Linked DNA regions of Arachis hypogaea: region 2 is linked to region 1. A link is a contact called in public Hi-C data. All regions are on one chromosome and are shown on one strand. Each heading gives the region's core, a stretch centred on a gene start, on an enhancer-like site or on the middle of the called end of the contact. The rest is flanking DNA. Distances are from core to core; before and after follow the strand shown. Region 1 holds the start of LOC112754661. Region 2 holds the start of LOC112757369.

Evidence for each region. A called contact is a pair of places that touch in the nucleus more often than the background predicts.
Region 2: a contact with region 1 is called in a Hi-C map of an unstated tissue, with 5 times the contacts expected there. The contact joins the promoter of LOC112757369 here to the promoter of LOC112754661 in region 1. A contact is called at or near these places in 4 of 8 Hi-C or Micro-C datasets (leaf and an unstated tissue).

Annotation. Positions count from the first base shown.
Region 1 is chr16:112,540,157-112,546,696 of arahy.Tifrunner.gnm2.J5K5, reverse strand. It overlaps LOC112754661, which reads right to left and starts at 4,460. Exons shown (of 7, transcript XM_025802363.3): 1 at 3,978-4,460; 2 at 2,095-2,236; 3 at 1,930-2,012; 4 at 1,501-1,587; 5 at 1,105-1,253; 6 at 481-612. The coding sequence starts at 2,233.
Region 2 is chr16:112,668,084-112,674,669 of arahy.Tifrunner.gnm2.J5K5, reverse strand. It overlaps LOC112757369, which reads right to left and starts at 3,281. Exons shown (of 1, transcript XM_025805956.1): 1 at 2,739-3,281. The coding sequence starts at 3,281. The coding sequence ends at 2,739.

The DNA of each region.
Region 1 (6,540 bases), core at 3,211-5,710:
ATATATATAGTATGAATGCATTCTTCTTTTGATGTGGTCTTAGTTTATGGACACCTGTAAATCTTTTTCAAATAATGGAAATTTAATTATCTTGGAAAAAAATATCATTTAGTAATGCTATTGTAATATAATTTTATAATGTTGCATCATATTATATAATAAAAGCATAATTTATTTTTATTCTATTATAATTGTATATATTGATTTAATTATTATCGGGTTAAACAGTTCGACTAATGACCAACCGGTTGAACCATTAACCCAATGACCTAGTAATTTGGTCGAGTCAATTGCCGGTTCGGTTTTGATAACTATGATTTAGATGACCAGCCAGAACCTGTGAACTGTCCATGAGGTAACAACTTTATCATTGCACAACAGCTGATAGCCTCACATAATCCTCCAACAATATGCACTTATAAAGTAATCGACGAAAAAATCAAAGCATAGCATATAAAAGATTGAATGTTGAGGCCATACATTTCCTTCTCCATCTGCCTGCGGATAAACTCCTTCGTATGAGCAGTGACCTTGTCTGTTTTGTTGCAGAGAATAAGCAATGGAATCTTCTTCTTCACAATACTTCCCTTGGTCAAAATATCATATAGATACCTGTGAAGAAAGTGAATTAGGAACTACTTCATCAAGATATGAGAAATAGTCACTAAGTTATATAATTCTTGATGCCACATGCATAATGCTCACTACAAGCTCATTAGAAAAAGGGTAAACCACAAAAAACACACTCGAATTATTTTGTCACTAACAAAAATACCTCCGAAATGTGTTATTGACAAAAATATCCTCAAATTATTTTAAAATGTGAGAAAAATACACACCTATGTACTGAAACGTTCTACGTTAACGGAAAAGAATGATGTGACAAACGGAGTATGGAGTCTCACTTGACACGTTGAATGCTCCATTAGCCACGTCACATTTTTTCCATTAACGGAGTAAGTCTTTGATCACAATTGGACATTTTTGGCATGTTTTTAGATTATTTGAGAGCATTTTTGTCGATAACAAAATTCAGGAACATTTTTTAGGTGCATTTTTTGAGGTTTACCCTTAGAAATATATACTCGGTGCAAAAGGAATTACTCTGAAGCAGAACGGCAGTTTGGTAAGAAATCCAAAGCATCAACAACAAAAACTATGCCAGCAGCTTGAGGCAAGTATTCATCCAATTTGGGGCGAAGACGAGAATGTCCCGGGACGTCGACAACATGAACGGGTTTTGTCTTCCGCTTCTATCAAAGAAACAAGAGACAAGATCAGTTCTAGTATGTTTAATTCCACAATCAACCAACAAGTATAACGAAAAATAAAATAGACATAATTTCAAATAACTTGACTACCCATCCAAGGCTTGTGTATGAAAAAAACCTAAGGCATTTTCATACAGAATGGAAAGCACAATGAAATACACATAAAAAATCATGTTTAATTCCATTTATTTATGTACATGTATTAAAGGGCAAAATCCTAGTGTCTTACCTCTGTTGTTTCAGAATGAAGAACAAAAGTCTCCTCATTAGGTTCCATTGACGTAACAGTCCCCCCATGGATAGAGCCATCCCTAAGCTGATAGAGGCAGAAGAAGTACTTCAATAACATTATATTAGCATGGGAAATGCAGGTTCTTTTGCTGCATAGTGTACTGAAATTCCATTTACACACAATGGGCAAAATTAAGAGTAAACACAATAAATCATAGAAAGCAATATTCTATTCAACAATCTAATGGCACCTGATAATGTAACAACATTGCTTAAGAGTGTTTCACTATCTAACCGTGAATATTCTTTTTGTTCAAGATGATAGCAACAATTCATTAAGCAAAGCAAACTAGAACAGCAATAATTTAGAAACTACATGATACGAATTCAACTATGAACCGAAGAACATGTGAATTGGGAGTGTTACCTGATAGAAGAGAACAGTTTTGCCGGCACCACTTAGGCCAGTCAATACGACGGTGTTGGACTTGGCACGCTTCAACAACCGCACTGCAAGCAACAAAATCCATCATCAAAACCTATCACAAAAAAAAATAAAAAAAGAAATGTACAAGAATATGGGGAAGCTGACATGATAGGAGCAGCAGGGTGGTGAAAACGAGGATGGCAGCGGTGGCGTAGAGCTGAAATGGGGGAACCTGCCGAAGTTGCTCTTCGGCTAGGCTCCACCAATGGAGAAGTTGTTCCTTCCACTGGTCCAATTCTTCCATTGCCTGAGAGAGTGAGGAAGAAGAGAAATGAAAACACCAGAGAGAGAGAGAGAGAGAGAGAGAGAGAGAGAGAGAGAGAGAGAGAGAGTGAGAGAGAGAGAGAGAGAATAGTAAGGGCAAAGATACTAGTTGAGTTACGGGGTGGCAGAACCAAGGTTTTGGTTTCGTCCCGATGGATCTACATAGGGATGGAAACGGGTCTCCATGGGGGCGGGAACATACCACCTGCCCCCTGTCCCCACCCCAGCCATACATAATTCGTCCCCGTCCCCGTCCGCGTGACAGGTAACGGGGACTCCGTATCCGCCGGAGAACGGGGTCTCCGTGGATATCCGGAAAAAAAAATTGAAAAAGAAAGATAATTAACAGAATCAAAATCCTAAACTCAGTATTATAATTAAATGTCCCAATTTCACAATAAGAATCCAACCCGTAAACCCAGTCTCATCCCAATTTCATAATAAGAATCCAAACCCTAAACCCAGTTTCACAGCAACAGAATCTAACTCTAAACCCAAATTTATCAATTAACATAATGCAAACCCTAAACCTAAACCCAAGGTTCTGAAAACTGGACTGGTCATCGAACCGCTCTAGTCATTGATTCACTGTTCCAACCGGTCCAACTGTGGTTAAACCAGAAAAACTGTTTATAATAAAATAATAAATAAACACCCTAAAAAAGTACAAACATCAAAATATTATTCAAACTTTAGAAGAAATGGTGTAGCATTTGCCAAAACACATATAAATAGTGTAGCATTTGCCAAAACTCAGATAAATGAAGTCTCGACGTATTAAAAGGGACAGCCAAGAAACTGATGAACTTCCTAGGAAACAAGAAGCAAACATCCAAGTAGCATGATATATATCATTTGATGACTAAGATTAAATTATTATTGCATCATGGCATGATACTCATACTTTATATGGGAAAATAAGATAGTAAATCAAAATAAAACTTTTTCACCATATCACCATATTTAAAATCTCATATATCCACCTTAAACTAAGACAAACGAATTAGAGGCAATAAAATGAATTGGAGTTCAATTAATCACTGACAAATGGCAATAAAATGAATCTAGATGCATAATACTTAATAGAAGAATTGAATGACTTAGAATTACAATATAATTAAATATTCTTCATATATAGAAACAGCATCATAGAGAAGTTCATCTAAGCCAAATGCAGGCTTATCCAGAACAAAAAAGAAAGCCTTCAAATAAGGAGAATTTGAACCACAAGGACAAGCACAACGAAGAATTAAAACAAGTTAACATTCAGCACAAGAACAATTAGAAAATTAACAAGTTCACAATAACGGTTAACACAATGAACAGAGAATAATTTAAACAAAGATCAGCACAGTAGAAAAATTAAACCAAATTAACAAATTATAGCAAATTGTAAGACAACACCACCACCAATTCAAATTTAAAATAAGGCAACAACACCAGCAGGAACAATTGAAAGTTACACAGCAGCAACAAACTTTTCCAAAGATTAACAAGGATTATCAAGGTTTCAGGCTATCAGGACAATTTCAGCACAATTTGTTTTAGCACAGCACAAAAAAAAAAAGGCAACAAAACATAGTACAGCACAGCAGTGAGCAGAGCAAATCATTCAACAATTCAATCTGAATAGCGCTAGCAGTAGCAGAACAAAGAACCAAGAACGAAAAATTCAAAAGAAAAACGAAGAAACCAATCTGAGTAGCACTGGCAGAATCCTAAACCTTCGTTCTGACTTCTGAGCAGTCTGAGCAGAGGGGCAGAAGCGCGACGGAGGCGGAGGCCAGGCGACGAGAACGACTCGAAGACGCTGGTGGGTTGAAAGAAGCTGCAGCTGAACAAACGAAGGGCAGACTCCAAGACAACGAGCTCGAGGAAGAAGCTGCGATTGGTGGGTTGGAACTTCGAGCACCACGACCGGACGAAGACGTTGGTGCCTGAGCGCGACAGACGGCGGCAGGAACGCGACGGAGCAGACAAAGGCAAGGGACTGACGCCGAACTCGAGGAAGAAGGTGCGATTGTTGAATGAGGAAGAAGAGCGCACGACCAGACGACGACCGTGGTGCCTGAGCGTCGGACGACGGTCCCTGCGTCGGTGGTGGAGAAGCTAGGGTTTCAGGGTTTCAGTTTTTAGCTTTCTTTCTGATTTGGTGAATTTTGAACTGAAGAAAAGAGGAAGGATGAAGGAAGGTCGCGCGATTCTATGCTCTAAGTTCAAAAAGATGGCGTTTCTGTAAACCGGCCGGGTCCCGGTTCAATCCGACCAGCCGGTTCTCGACCGGTTCACAAACAGTTTTTAGAATTATGGTTTTCTCTTTAAGACCGAATCACAAGGTGTCTGGTTTCTGGTCGGATCGGTCAACCCGATCGAGTATTCAAAACCATGCCTAATCCTAATTTTACATTAACAGAATTCAACTAAACCCAATTTCATAGCAGTTTCATCAATTAAAAATCAAAACATATATTAAAACCAATGTCTTCAATCAACAGAAACATCCAACATATTGTAAGGTGGCCGGCTATGGAGCAGAGTCGTCGTCATCTTCGCTGAGCAGAGGCGACGCAGAGTCATAAATTTGAGGCTTCGTCACGGAGCAAAGGTGGAGGCAGCGGCGAAGCTGTGAGTAAGAAGTAGCGAGCGACACACTGAGAGAAAGAAAGTGAGTGGTAGCAGCGACGGAGGAAGGTGAGGAAGAAGGAGCAACGACGAGAAAGACCGGTTGCGACAACAACGAGGGATTGGCAGCGTAAACAAGCAGTCGGTGTAGCAAAGACTGAGTCAAGGTGGAGGTACCGAGAGATGGTGAATAGGATGGAGAAGCACGATGCAACGGTGATGGGGAACAGGACGCAATCTCGCCGGTAATGAGTGTGAAGAGAGGAACGAGTGATGGCATAAAGATTGGGTCACTGGGAGAGTAAGGGAATTAAGGTTCTTTAATTATATATATATATATATAAAAGAGGGATATTTTTGTAATATCATATAAACGGTTATTATACGGATTCCTGAGGGGTGGGGACCTCTTTTTCCGCCCCAACCCCGTGTAATTAATGGGTCCCTGTTCCCTGTCCCCACGTGTAGGAAAAAATCTCATACCCGTCTTCCGGCAAGTAAATCTCTGCGGATATCCGTCCCGTCGAAAAAAATTGCCATCCCTAGATCTAACACTATAGAGCCAGCATGTCAGCTAGGGGTGTACATGGTCCGGCCCGATCCGGTCCCGAACACTTTAGGTACTAATTTAGTGTGATTTCATTGGGTCTAGGGTCGGGTAAGGATCTCAAAAATAGACCCGGTCATTATTTCGGGTCGGGTCCGGGCCATAGCTCGGGTCACCCGAACTCGACCCGATGGCCCAATCATCATACACAATTAATATTTTGTGTTATTAGTGATGGATGATGGCTATTCTTATGTGGAATTTAAATATTGTAAACCTTAATATTTTGTGTTATTAATCATTATAAGATTATAACTTAATGTTTTATATTTAAAATGCATAAGACTTTAGACTAATGGATAATATTGTGTTATTTGTATTGATTTAAATATTTGGTGTTATTAGACAATATTAGTATTGATTATGCTTTAATTTTAGAGAAGGGTTGGTTCTTGTTATATTTTTCTAAGTGAATTTTACTATGTGAATTGTGAAATAATGGTTGGGGATTAGAAGATTTTTACATGTTAAAGACCCTGTTTTCACCCAGCCTGAAGGTGCGTAAGTTTTATCGGGTCTAGGATCGGATTAGGGTCTAAAAATTATATCCGGTCTATATTTCGGATCAGGTCTGGGCTAAGTCAAATCCAATGTGGCCCGACCCATGTACACGCCTAATGTCAGCTCTATTACCGCATTATACCCATACTTCAGATACACACATAACACACTCACACACATTACATATGTATTGTGGGTTCTTTAAACAACATCCAACCTCAGTTGAAATTTGAACCCGGGTACAGTTTGAAAGAGGCATATAAATGTGTCATCTGTGCTAGGCCTCCGCTGCAAATCACGTGTTAAATAACACCAGGGGCTACCGTTTCGTGTTGCCTTATCCAAAACTTTCAAAAAAGACGCTACTTTTTTTTGGACCAATCGAGTTAATGTTTGTCCATATTGCGTCTGTTTTGTCCAATTTAGGCCCAAATATAGTTTGTAGTCTCGATTCTAGTGTAGCCTATACCCAAAGACCAAAAATGAAAAACGGTGGTGGTGAGCTGAGAGTTGAGACAGTTAGATTGAGAGGGAGCATTATAGCTGAAAGCAGAAGT
Region 2 (6,586 bases), core at 2,032-4,531, 130 kb before region 1:
AAATATTATAAATGTGTGAGTATTATTTGATTCATATTCATCCTTACAAAATAACCAAAACAAAACAAAAAGAAACATAACTATTTGATAAAGTTTTATTATAATTTATTATTTGGCTACCAACTTTTGTTTCTTTCTATAAAAATGTTGTTTCATTTTAAATCTATGCGTTATCTCTTTTTTAAGAAAAGTAAACAATACTTATTCGAATAAAATTATTATTATTATTATTATTATTATTATTATTGTTATTATTATTATTCAATAAAAGCTAAAGCATAACCATTTATTATCAGTCTTCAATAAAGGCTACGCATAATTATTTTTCTGATAGAAAATCGATAATATGCAATTTGATAAGTACAAAGTTACTTTTAATTTGTCATAGTATAGTAAAATACATTCAATACAATAATATTTTTCTAATATGCTTTTTTATATTTTAAATCAAACAAATTTATTTTCTTAATATTTTGCTATTTTAACATTTTTTTTTTAATCAAAGGAAGCTCAACACATTAAAGTGGAACATACAAAATAAAGAAGAAGAATCATAACGAGCTACCAACAAATAAACCACCCCTAGCATCCCCAGTACTAACATCAGCCTCCCCCAAGATCACCACCACGCCATTCTGTGTAATTCATCACCGTCCTTGTGTGAATGACTTCCAGACTTGCTCTTGCATTCCGTTCCAACCAGATGTTCCAAATCACTGCAAAGAACACTGTCATCCACATCTTCTGCCCTTGTTGTCTATTATGCATGCCATGCCAACTCTCAAGCATTTCTTTAATGGTTCCGGGAATCACCCACTCTCTTCCTAGTGACCTCAACCACTTGCACCACACCTGCCATGTTACCTCACACCTAAGGAATAAATGCTCAACAGATTCTAATTCGTTGGTACACAGTACACACATACTATCACCCAGAATGTTGACTCCTAGTTTAGTCAGTTGCTCCTTGGTGTTAACTCTACCAACTAGCACAAACCACCCAAAGAGCTCAATTCTCGGAGGTACGAAACCTTTCCAAATGGAACTCGTGAAACTATAACTCGTTATCTCAGCTGACAGGTCTCCGCTTGTATAGCCTGTATCACAGAACTAGTAGAGAAAACACCTTTATTTTCATACTTCCACACCACATTGTCCTCCCGACCTGATGACAACTTCACTGGCCTTAACCTCTCATGAAGCTGATTGACAAGTTCCAGCTCCCATTGGAACAACTCTCTCCTCCATTGAAAATTCCATATCTAATCAAGCCCATCCCAAAAACCACAATCCCCAATGACAAGTCCTTGCTGGCTTGAGAAAGAGTAGAGTCTCGGATAACTTCCTTTGAGAACACCACCTACTTCCATTGCCAGTCCACTTACCACTTTATCTCGAATCCGCGGTTCTTTTATATTCAGCTGACATATGTCTTTCCAAGGCCCTCCTTTTACTGGTAAAGGCTGAGTTGCTAACATTACATCCGGGTTCAACTTGTTGCACGAACAAACAATCTTCTTCCACAACGGGTAATCCTCCTTTGAAAACCGCCACCACCACTTAAACAGAAGCGTTGTGTTTCTCAGCACTGCATCACCAACCCCCAAGCTCCCAACCTTTTTTGGAGCCTGAACTAGCTCCCACTTAACCATAGGTATACCATAGTTCCCGTTCTCCTTGCACCACATAAAGTTCCGTTGTAAAGCGATCAGCTTGTCCGCCACCGCCTTCGGCATCTTGTACAGACTAAGGTAATATATGGGGAGACTATTCAGTATCGATTTGATAAGGACCAGCTTACCTGATTTGTTCAAAACCTTTGCTTTCCACAAGCTAAGCTTCTGTTCCACCTTATCAATGATTGGTTTCCAAGTCTTCACCAAGCGCGGATTCGCACCTAGAGAAATTCCCAAGTATCTAACCGGTAGAGCATCTTGCTAGCATCCCAGTAGTCCACATGCCTGATCAATCCATCTTTGCTCACAGTTCACTGATATCAGATTCGATTTATCAAAATTGATGCTCAGCCCAGACATCAACTCAAAGCACCAGAACAGTCTCTTATAGTTTACAATTGTTGCAATCTCTGGCGAGCAGAACAAAACAGTGTTATCTGCAAATTGTAGGTGCGACAGTTCAATATGATCTCCCCCTACCAGCAGTGGAGCAATACGTCCGTTCCTGACGGCTTCCCCCAACATCCTATGCAAAACATCGACAACTAATACGAACAGCAGTGGAGAAAAGTGGGTCCCCTTGTCTTAGTCCCCTCTCCATCTTGAATGGTTTGGAAGGTGACCCGTTTACCAAGACTGCCATGGTAGCCGTAGTAACACACTCCTTCACCCAACTCCTCCATCTTTGGCCGAAGCCCATTTTCTGGAGCACAATGTCAACAAAACTCCATCTCACTCTGTCATAGGCCTTTTGAAAATCCAATTTGATAATGGCTGCTGTCTTTTTCCGAGTCTTCAGCCAATGAACCGTCTCGCAGGCTATGAGTGCGCCATCATGAATTTTCCTTCCCTTTACAAATGTAGTCTGAGTCTCTCCGACCAACCCCGGCATCACAGATCGCATTCTTCTCAACAACACCTTCGAAATCACTTTATATACACACCCCACCATACTAATCGGCCGAAAATCCTTCACCTCCTTTGCACCTTCAAACTTTGGAGCTAGTGTCACCCACGTTACATTGACATCCGTTGGCAACTTCGCACTTTGAAAGAACCCCATTACCGCAGCTCCGGCCCAATGTCCTCCCAGCATTTCTTTATGAAGTTCATGTTATACCCATTACTCCCTGGGGCCTTGGAAGATTCGCAGTCCCACACAGCCTCCTTGATTTCCTCATCCGTCGGCATCACTTCTAAAGCTTCAGCCTCATCCCTATGGATACACTTTACTAAGCCATCCCTGATTCCAATCCTCGGAACATATTCATGTCTATATAAATCCTTGTAGAACCCTCTAATCGCACCTTTTATTCTCGCCTGATTCCGCACAAGTCTTCCATGTATCATCATTGCATCGATCTTGTTATTCCGTCTTCTGGCCGAAGCAATGTTATGAAAGTATCTGGTATTCTTATCCATGTTTGTAGCATGCTTAGACCGAGACATCTGTTTCCAGTGTATTTCCTTTCTAATGTACCATTTTGAACAAAAGCTCACAAGCGCCTTCCTTCTAGCCTCCGTTGTACCATCATAAATCCCATCACTAACTAAATTGTCCAGCCTGGTGAGCTCCTCCTTAAACCTCATGAGTCTCTTATCCATGTCCCGGAAGTGATCCTTGTGCCATTGCCGCAGTGGTATTGTTAAAGCCCTCAGCTTGCACGTGAACTGCGCTTCTCCGAGGCTTCACCATTCATCCTTCACCATTCTCAAAAATCCCTCGTGCGTAAACCAGGAACCCAAACTTCTGAATGGTCTAGGGCCCCCCCTAATCTTGTACCTTCCAAGATCACCGGGAGTGATCGGACAGCCCCCTTGGGCCACCTGTTATCCTAATATCCGGAAACTTCTCAGTCCATTCAATATTAACCATCACCCTATCAATCCGACTACAGGAACGCCCCCTAAACCATGTATACTTCCTATCAGTAAGAGGCAAATCTATTAACTGCATGTCATGCACCCATCCCTTAAACTCTTCCGATGATGCCGGCAAGCTAGTAACTCCTTTGCGATCCTCAACTTGTAAAATTTCATTAAAGTCCCCTAAAAAACAGAAAGGAACCTGACACAGCCCCGCCACATAACTCAGTTCCTCCCACACCCCCTTCTTTGCCTCCCTCCCATGCGCCCCGTACACCAAACAAAAAGCACAGCGGAAGTTGGTCCTTGTTAATACGCCTTCAACACACAGCCACCTCTCACCTTTATAGCTGTGATGTACTTGAAACACTCCATCATCCCAAATTAATAACAGACCCCCGCCGTTCCTACAGATTCCACAAACTCCCAACCAGCAGTACTAGATCCCCAAAGCCTTGCAACCTCATATTTAGTAATCACTTCTTTTTTTGTTTCAATCAATCCCAACATGTTCAAGTTATATTTACTCTTCAAAGATTTCAGCATGCTCAATTTACCGTCCCCTCCACCCCCTAATATTCCAACAGCTCATAATCATTTAAACAAAATTTTGCTCACCTTATTTTGATTTTTTGGCCGACTCCTTCTCGCATTTTCCTTCTGCTTTGCCAGCCTTCTCTTCACCGCTATTTTCTCATTTTGTGCTTGTAAAATCGCCATAATATCTTCTTCCTCATCTTATAAAATCGCTCCTGATTCCACAGCTTTTCATGGATATGCTTTTCCACACATTTAGATACCAATATAACTTAATATTAAACAGTCCGTTGAACTTGAAAGCACCAAATTTAAATGGCGATTATAGAATCAATCATGAAGATAAAATACTGCATCTACTAATATGCAAATGTGCCAACCACTAAACCAATCTTTAATTTTCCTCTATATATATCGCTAATCATGCTTGGCATAAAGTAACCTCATTGTGACAAATGAATTTAAATTATCTTTAACTATGAACTAGGATTATCATAACTCCTGAGAACTATATCAAATCAAAGTGATAAACCGATAAAAACAGGAATAATCAATACACTTAAGAACACAGGTGTGGTTAGATCCAAATTATAAACCTCCAACTTCATGGCAGAGGCACATATATATACTCATTAAACTTGCATCAAATAAATGCTGCAGAGATGATGGTCTTCCATCCCAATGAAACTTTGCCATGAGATTCTCAATGGTATATATCCGAATGCCATTTTGACTCTCTTTGTATGGTTACAAATTTTTTACAAACTGTCTATAAAATTAAAAGTAGTGTAAGAATTAAATTAAAAAAAGTTATAAAAATTTAATTAAAAATTTAGTAAAATTATAAAAACTAACAGAATAATTAAAAATATGTTAAATCAATTTGGATCATAATTTTTCAGGTGAAAAGACATTTGCAACTTAAGATTGAAGTACAAAAAAAGTACTTGCAATTAGTACTGCACATAACCGCACATAAAAGCTTAATCTGTCATGTTCTATTCTATTAGATAATTTCATAATACCCAAAAATAATAAAAGCAAACAAATTACTGAGAATCTAATAAGCTAGCCTCAACAAACCATTGATTTGTATGGCAGAATAAAACAAAAATCGCAAAAGTGATATAAGCACATAAAAATTCTCAAAAATTAAACCTTTAACATAGCAATCTCGTTATATATGTGGAGTATATACTCTTTTCAATTGTTCGGTTAGGTTTTTTCTTAAAATAGAGTTTTTATGCCCTTTAAGTCAATGTTTAACTTTTGTCATGAGAATTCTTTATTCCCAAAACAAAGTTTCTTTCTTTATTCTCTTCTTTATTCTTTTTCTTTAATTCGCCATGAAAGTTCTTTTATGGAATGGGGTTTGAGGAGATCTCTGACAGTCTATAACCTTAAAGGGATATGTCAATCCCACTCCCTCAAAATTATGTTTATATGTGAAACAAAAAACCAATCTCGTCTGGTAGAAAATAAGTTGAGATCTTGTCATTTTACAGACAAAAAGATTGTTAGTCCGACGGGTACAGCTGGTGGATTAGCTTTAGCAAGGTAGGAGGGCACAACGGTTGAGGTTCTTGCTGAAAAAGAGTTTTTCATAGCTGCCTAGGTAACTGATCCTGCTTTGAACTTTTCTTAGAAGCTGATTGGGGTACATTTAAATAGCTTGGATGGGATTCGTTCTACCCAATACACAGAACTTTTCTCTTTTGTACAACGTTTCCTTGAAAATGTTGTAATTATGGGTGATTTTAATGCTATAGTGAGCCTCGATGAGAAAGAAGGAGGGGGGTTAAAATCAACTTCATCTATTTCTGAATTTGTGCATTTTATTGATAGTGGTGGACTGAAGGACTTTGGTATGATTGGGAGAAGGCTCACTTAGACTAATAGGCGACGAGGGCAGGACCAAATCAGGGAGCGGCTTGACCGTGCACTTGTGAACGATGAGTGGACGGATCGTTTTTCGTCAGCCATGCTGTCTTGGTTCATAGAAAATGGTTCGGATCATGCGCCTATCCTCCTTGATACAAATCCGGCCATAGAAAAATCTAAACGGAGGTTTAAGTTTCAGAAGAGGTGGTGTGATTTAGAAGAAATTAGGGTAATTATCACCGAAGCTTAGAAGGAATGTGTGGATGACTCAGCAATATTTGTTTTGGCACAAAAATTGAAGCATTGTATGCACTATATTGTTCAATGGCAGCAACAGAACAAATTTAATTTAAAGAAGGACATTGGTAAACTCACATCTCAATTTAAAATCTTTAGAGAGGAGGGTATTACAGGGGGAGAACAGATTGAAGTCTTAGAAAATAAACTTGAGGATGCTTATTTTAGGGAGGAAAGCTATTGGAGGGAGAAATCTCGTATAAAAAGTGGCTAAAAGAAGGGGACAAAAATACAAGTTTAATCATTCTAATCCAAAATCTGGAAAAATAAAATTTGGAAAGTGAAAAAGAATGATGGTACGTATACTACCATCTGTGAGAAAATTGCAC